Regions from separate parts of the Drosophila melanogaster genome. Here region 1 is linked to region 2. A link is a contact called in public Hi-C data. All regions are on one chromosome and are shown on one strand. The core of a region is the stretch at or near the end of the contact, and the rest is flanking DNA. Distances in the headings are between cores, read along the strand shown.

Region 1 (3,840 bases), core at 155-2,654, 3.5 Mb before region 2:
GTTGCCACAGCTGCGGCACCACCTGTAAATACGCCATTACATTACATCGGTTATTCAATTCTATGTATCTAAACGTTTGACTCTAAAAAACTACACTAAACTAAAACTATAAATAAAGACTAAATTACTATGTATGAAATACAAGAAACTGGTGTTTGGACTTTTTAAGCGAGTATTAATGGGAAAAGTGAGAAAGTTGTTATAGTTTTTGGAAAGTCATTTGAAATGGAGTCATTTGTTTAAAAATAAATTCACAATAATTTGGTTTAATTCCTGAATTAATTTGCAATTTCAATGATCTTGAAATAACTTATTAATTTCGAACAGCTAAATTTATATGTATAACAAAAATAAGGGTTTTATTATATTACAGTAGTGCGTTACTTGTTTGTTCTTGGGGAGGCTTTCCCAGCACCACTTTATTTTACAACAAATTTCGTGGTCGCCCTTGCCCAAACCAGTTTCGCATGCCTCGCCATGTAGGCTAGAATCGCCATGTAGATGGCACCTACATGGTGGGACTCCCCGAGGCACGTTGTTGAACAGAATGCAATTTCGGCCGAAATTCGTATAAATTAGCTTGCAGACTTTTGCAAACATTGCATGCGCGCTCAACTTGAATTGCAGCTTTGGATGGTTTTGCATAATTTTGGTTAATCTTTAATTGATAGCCCCCCAACCCGCGATTTATGCCATGTAGTTACTTTAGAACATACATGACGACCTACATGGTGACTGGCACGCACACACCCGCACTTGTGCGTGTGAAGCAACAACACACACTAGCACGCCGCCATGTAGTTAACGGCGGAAAAGTTAGGTTAGACTCACAGCTGCTCTCGCAAAGGAGGGGTGGGAAGGCAAGAAAAAAAGACTGTTGAAGGAGGGGTAGCGGAGAGGCGAATGGCAAGCGAAAAGCGACCGGAAGAAGGAAATCGATCTATCGATAGAATCGGGGAATGTTGTAAATTGCGCATTAATGCTTACAAACTTCTATAGTAAACAAAACAAAACATAATACATGTATTGGCAAGCAGATTATTAAATTATTAAATTATTTTTTTATTAAAATTAAATTATCTTAAAATACTTTTCTTATCTGCAGAATTGTGTTTATGTGGAAAAGCAAGCATATTTAAAATAAAAATGTATTAATCTGATTTTAAAGTTTCATTGAATATATGTTTTACAAACTTAAATACTTTAAATTTAAAACTAAAATACACAATTGAAAACTATTTAATATGAAAAATATGAAAGGTGAACCGTTTTGAAGAAATAAAGTCGATTTACCAATTTAAATCCAAAACAAATATATTAACTATCGTTTAGAGCCACTTTGCCCCGAGTGCCGCATCTCTAGTGAACCATCGATGGCTGGCGTGTTGACGAATTTCAGACCACCACTAGTTATCGAGAGCCACGATAATTTCTTCGCCGCGTTTGCTGCTCGCTGAAGAAAAATAAAATTAACCAGGAGCGCAAAAAAACGCGAATCGCGTATTGTCTGCGCAGATAGCCAGATTAACGGGATCGAAACGGGTAGGCATGCCGTTCAATCAATCGATCGCAGCGAACTGTTTAGTGCGTGCTGCTATTGTTGTGAAATAATTAATAATATTTTATGGCAGATGGAGCCCCTCTGCGTACAACTATGTGTGTGTGTGCCCTGGCATCCGAGTGTGTGCGTGCGTGTGTGTGGAAAAAGAAATTGAGGGGGAAAAAGCAGAAAGAAAAGATGACTGGGAAATGGGCGTCTCTAAAGTTAAATGACATTTTCACACGTAACTGAAAAATATATATACGTGTATTAATAAAAATAAATACACACTGCCCAGCAGGCAAAAAACGGAGGCGGAGAAAAGCCGTCGGTCGTCAGCCGCCGCGCGCATGCTCCACAAAATTGGAAGTTAAATAAACTGCTATGTACGCCAACTAAATCTGCGCACCATAACCTTTCATCGCGTGCAATTTGCGGTGAAAAGCGGAAAAAAACCAACTGCCCAAAAGCCGTGTAAATTGCACATTATAATTGCAAAATAATCGAGTGCAGTGTAGTCAAAATAGTAGTGCCCATTCGCGGGAGCGGGACGGCATGCAAACGTGAAAAAGTGAGCGGTTCGGCTATTGGCTCAATGTACTGGTGCCGTCCCGCTTTGACGCACGCCTTGGCCGCTTGTCGGCTGTCTGTTTTGATTTTCTCTTCGTGAAAATAAGCGCGCGTACTTTCTTTTGACCTACCGTCCACCCACTCGACCCTTCCCACTCCCATCCCCATCCCCTGCGCTGCCCAGACCCTTGCGTGCATCGGAATGTTTGATAAGTGATAAAGCCAGATGTTTGTGTATATATCGCCGCCAAGTGTCCCAACACACACACACATGTTGCACACATTTTTTTTGTCTGAATTCTGCGCTCGCTCTTTTTGCCGCCTTTTGACTTTCGGTCGTGTAATTTGAGCCTAATTCGTTAACGCCTGACCACATACGTTATATATACATATATATTATATACGCAGCCCGACTTCCACACCAGAGAGCTACTAAAGAGGCCCAGGAATTGTTCTTACTGACATCTATAAAATCCCGCAGAGGAGCAACGTTTCCAATAAGCAAGCATACATAAATGGTTTCTACTTTCATTGGATTATTAGGTGAGCAATAAATTTACCAAATCAGTTCCTACTTAACAAAACCAATATAATAGTGGAAATATATACAACAAGAGTCGCAAGTTACCGAAAAATTTGCTAAATCACATTGTTTTTCTCTTCGCAGACATTCAATCATGGTGGGAGATACCGTGTATTTCGCATTTCTGTTCATTGTTTAGTTCTGCCTTTGATCTGCCCGACATCGACATCGAGGTGAGTAACTGATAAACACCTTCTAAAGAGAATCAATCATAAAAAACGCACTGCATCCACAGGACCTCGAATCGGCGCTGCTCTCCGATGGTACCAGCGATGAGGATCAGGTCGCCCTAGTGCCCGAGTTAATTGTGCGCCTGCTCAAGGGCTGCGATGCGCTACAGACGGTAGCCAAGGAAATCACACACAGCAACTATCAGATGTTCTTGCGTCGCTTCCTGCGCCAACAGTGTCGCCTGCACCAGACCGAGAACCACTTCGACACGGACATTGACTTCCAGTCGCTGCCCGTGCGCAAGCGCCTGCACATTCTGCACGATCTGTGCCACTTTCGCCTGGACTCCGTCGATGTGCAGGTCATCCTCAGCAATCTAGAGGCGGATAGTCTGCGCGTGGAGCCTCTGGGCTACGACGCCAAGAATTCCGGCTACTGGTACTTCTACGGCACGCGACTATATCGGGAGGACAAAGCCACCGGTGGATCGGCCTCCTCCAGTTCGGGTTCGGGATCAGGTGGCGCTGGAGCCTCAACTGGCGGAGCATCCAACAGCAAGGGCATCGGCAGCAACGGTACAGTTTGGCAAGTCATCTGCTTCACCGAAGAGGACTGGCAAAACTTGGCCGCCAAGTTTAAGACCTCGACGAACGCCAAGGAGCGCGAACTCTTTAACATACTCGATGACAACTTTCTGCCCAAGCTGCCGCAGCTTTTCCGCGAACGTGAGCGTTTGAGGCGTAGGAAGTGAGTGAAATACCTTACATTTCTCCAAAAGATAAAGATTTATAAAGCAACATTGCTAATGAAAAAATATTTTGCTTACCCAGACTTTTGCAAGTGCGCAACTCCAGCCGCATTCGCAACATCGCGGAGTTGAAGGCACGCCAGGAGGAGGAGCGCCAGCGTCGTGAGCGGGAGAATCTCTACCAGGATCGGCAAAACGCACACTGGTTGGCACCGCCGCAGCAGCAGC
Region 2 (4,266 bases), core at 1,380-3,879:
CATGGCCGCGAACGTCGCGCCGCGCCGAAATCTGTGGCATGAATTCCCTGGAAATTATCGAAATTTCATTTCATTGCGGTACGGCCAGCCGAAATTAAGTTCAACAGCATTCCACCGGTCAGCGACTGTCTGGGCCCGTCTGTTGGCCAAAAACAAAATATATTTGTTAGCCGAGCTTAGAAGAGAGTAGCGCACGTCCTCCTGTACATCAATGAACATCGATTCTTTGGGAAGTTTGCCCTTTTGGATGCCGTATTTATTATGCATCTGTGGAAATGTATCTTATCGTTAGGTTTCGCAGAAATCGCAGTTCTCAAACGTAGCGTCTGGGTCACCATTTTCCATAGCTTAATAAACATACTAGATTGCGGTCACCAAAAACTAAAAATGCTCAATACTTTGATAGTAATTGAAGCTTCATATTGATCTAAGTATGTTGGCAGATGGCAACGGATTGATTTCCTGCCCTGCGACCAAGTTCCTTCATTATCCTTGGGAAAGGAGTCATTGCCCTGCCGCGGCTCACATTACACAATTGCATCGGCGATCCCGATCGGACGGTGCTCAAGTTACACAGAACTCCAGTGGCCTACTTCCACTCGAGTGACCCGCAATGTCCCCGAACAATACCCTTTGTGCCCAGTCCCAGAAAACAGGAGCAGGAGCAGGAGCTGCGTGCAGCAACCCCATTATCCCGATCCTGCTCAGCCAGCCAGCCAGCTAGCCAAAGACAAAGAAACCCATTTTGTCGCATTCAAACAGAAATTAATGTAAAACAAAACCCAATCCAATTCCAATTCCAATCCCATCCAAGAGCTCACTGTTGAGCGGTGATGGCGAGGGGGGGGAAGGGGCGCGCGACCAGCGAGGGCATTTAATTTTATTTTTATAACTGACCTCGAACTTTTGTGCAATGTGATTGAACTGCCTGACGACGATATCTGTGGGCCCTGGTCTGTCCGGCCCCCGTCGCAGTCCCTTTCCGTCAGCGGGACATACACTTGGAAAAATAATGTGGCCATAGGCCCGACTTTGAAGAAATATATAGAAAAGATACATTTAGTTTGGTTGCCACCTAAGCGTATACTTAATATTCTTAATCTACTGGCATTTACTAAGCCAGATTAAAATATTTACCACTTGAAGTAAGAAGAACTTAAATTTATAAATAAAATAATAATAATATAAATGAAATAAATTTTTATATATTATATTAATATTATTTTGCTCAGTGTTGCTGCGATCCGAAGTGCAGCATTTGCATGCAGACTGCATATGGAGCTGTTGATCGCCTCCAACTCCGATTCCGATTTGGAGAGCGATTCAGGGACCGAAACCGAGCCTGGATGCAATCCGCGGTTGACAAACAATATGGAAATTTTACTGAGTGCGCTAAAATAAAAGGGGAAGCGAAAGCGAATCTTAAATGGCAAGAGGCGAGTGTTGGCGAGGGGGGGGGGCGGTGGCAGCGGGGTCGATAGTTGCAGTCGTCAGCGGGGAACGTTAAATGCATAATAAATGTGCGTTCTAGAGGTTGGGAAATAAAATGCGTGCAGCGACGTTGACGCCTTGCACTTTCAATGACCAAACAGAACGATAAGAAAGGCAGAGATATAATACACTGAGCCAAATTAAGTGCATTATCACATTTAAAAACGATTTCTAGCAAGCCAAGCTAGATAAAGTGTCGAACATTATTCCTCAAAATTCGAATAATTTAAGAATAGTTGTTGTTGTATGGAAGTGTATGTTCGTTCCTATCTAATCTTTGTTTGAGTTCCAAATTTGTACTACTTATAAATGCATAAAGGCGGGTGATACCAATTCGTATGTACATATGTAGGTTCGACAACAAAGTTCTGATTGACTTTGTTTGCCGAAACAATTTCAGAGCGCCAAAGATAATGCGAATAAAATGGAAATGGAGAGGGACCTCTGAAATACATCCACTAGTTCTTTATCAAAAATTGCTCTGTGGCTTTTGCTTTTGCTGCTGCTGTGCAAATATTTAATACATTTTTTGCGCTCGCCAAAAGCGCAAAACAAAAGAACCCAAAAAAAGAGACGAAGACGAAGAAGACAATAAATAGAAAGCAGAGGCGTTGGCAGCGGCGAATGCCAGTCAAGCTTTAATTCCCCAAGCAACAACAATATGGGAGCAACAACAAAACAGCAGCAGCGGCAACCGCAAAAAGTGCTTAGCTGACGTCATTTGTCCTTGAATTCGTATATTTGCCGCAAGCCCAAAGCGAAATTCGCAAAATTCAATGCACTCGCCAGCTAAACAAAAAAAATAAAAGAGCAGATAAGACGACGAAAAGGCGAAATGAGAAGCGGAAAAGAGTAGCCGCATAATGTGAAATTTGCATTGGAATTGCAGAATTCATTCGAAATGTGAATTTCAATGGAAAGGCAAAAGAACATCACTCATTATTTGTACAATTAAGGTGCATAAATAATATTTTTTTGGATTTTAAACTTTTTAAATTCAAATCAAGGCGCCAAAACCAAAAAGCTTTTCGCCAGTGCTGCCAAGCTAGTCGAGACGCACTCACAAGCAGGGCGCCACTCTGCCAGTGTTGAACAGTACCGGCATTAGTGTGGTCAACTACCATGCGTTTGTAAACAGCAGTTAGGAATTTACCATTTTTCAGACACGTTCACACTTCAAAACACAAATTCAATAAAAAAATAAACACGCGCAGTTTTTAATAATTTTTTACCAAACAGTTTTTCTTTGATGCGTACTCGCTTTGCAGGGTGGAGCAAAAACGGTGAACGCCAGGTGTGTAATCAGCGCATCGTTAATTTGGCGCCGCTCCTCCTCTTCTATCTTCTCTCCACTTCTCTCCGTTTTTTTTGCGTGTTTTCCGTTGCTGTTCTGGTTTTCCGTTCTTATTTTCTGGTTTTGCATAAGTTTAAATAAGCTGCAAACTGTGAACATATTAGGGAGCACGCGAAGGAAGTACGTTGATCGTCAGCCGTAATATCCGGCTTATCGACGCTCATTTATCACCTGCCCTTTGAACCCAAGCTGAATCCAATTCCGGATCGCGATCCGGCCCTGAAATCTCCACGTCTGTTTGCTTATGCCTCTGATATACTAATCTCCGGAGCCCACGCGTATCTGAAGTTGACAGTCGGCCGTCGGTCGTTCCGCGCTCCGCAGCAGTCAGTTTCGTAATTAACTTAACCCGTGTGCTTGTACGTCTTCTTTCCCGCAGAAAAGCGACGTAAATCGATAGCACTAACCCCGCCCGCAAAGAAGTCAGCCCACACAACACACTCCACACCGCACACCATACAAGCCGCAATGGGTCAGACTCTATCGGAACCGGTGACCGCCAAGGAGTCAGCGTACTGCCAGAACGCCGCCTACCGCGTGGGCAGCTCCTGCATGCAGGGGTGGCGCATCAACATGGAGGACTCGCACACCCACATCCTCTCGCTGCCGGACGATCCGGGAGCGGCATTCTTCGCCGTCTACGACGGGCACGGAGGCGCCACGGTGGCCCAGTACGCCGGCAAGCACCTGCACAAGTACGTTCTCAAGCGGCCGGAGTACAACGACAACATCGAACAGGCGCTGCAGCAGGTGAGTCACGGCAGAGTCACTTTTAGATGGCGGGAATGGCGACATTTATAGATCGCTGAAGGCAGTTGGAGTACCTATGTATATGTACTCCTCACATGCAGTCTTCTTTCGGATATGCACGGTATCGATGATGTCCTTAAATAAATGATAATTGGATACTTGGATATATGAGGGTAGTACCCACTTCTTAAAACCAAAGTTTTACATATTACACATATATGTATGTATGTACAATACGTACCTATTCTATTCTATTCAAGCGACTCATTTCAACAAATTGTTACTCATCTGCAGCACAAAGATTTGTTAAGAATGATAAGTAATGGGATGAAAACAACTTGTTAAAACCTCTATACATTTATCTTTATATGTCTCACGTTTATTAAAGTCATATACTTTTTGAAGATACATATAAACAACAGATTAACTTATAAAGATATCTAAAATGTAATGCCATTTAAATTCACTAGTTTTGAGAACATGTAAAGCTCTTCAAGCCATTCTATTTAATTCATGACTCATATATGATGCAATTGCAGGGCTTTCTGGACATCGACTACGTTATGCTACGCAACAAGACATGTGGTGACCAGATGGCCGGCTCGACTGCCGTAGTTGTTTTGGTAAAGGACAACAAGCTTTATTGCGCCAACGCAGGCGACTCGCGCGCC

Evidence for each region. Hi-C and Micro-C count contacts between places; a contact is called where the count stands out from the background.
Region 1: a contact with region 2 is called in a Hi-C map of the Kc167 cell line, with 2.6 times the contacts expected there. A contact is called at or near these places in 10 of 107 Hi-C or Micro-C datasets (the D17-c3 cell line, the Kc167 cell line, the S2 cell line and 5 more).

The regions. Positions count from the first base shown.
Region 1 is chr3L:6,740,728-6,744,567 of dm6, reverse strand. dikar (dikar,) reads left to right here and starts at 1,404. Exons shown (of 10, transcript NM_001274552.1): 1 at 1,404-1,542; 2 at 2,519-2,653; 3 at 2,778-2,866; 4 at 2,929-3,611; 5 at 3,695-3,840. The coding sequence starts at 2,626. It overlaps velo (veloren), which reads left to right. Exons shown (of 9, transcript NM_206286.2): 9 at 1-142.
Region 2 is chr3L:3,237,941-3,242,206 of dm6, reverse strand. CG17746 reads left to right here and starts at 2,629. Exons shown (of 4, transcript NM_139537.4): 1 at 2,629-2,785; 2 at 3,225-3,595; 3 at 4,135-4,266. The coding sequence starts at 3,314.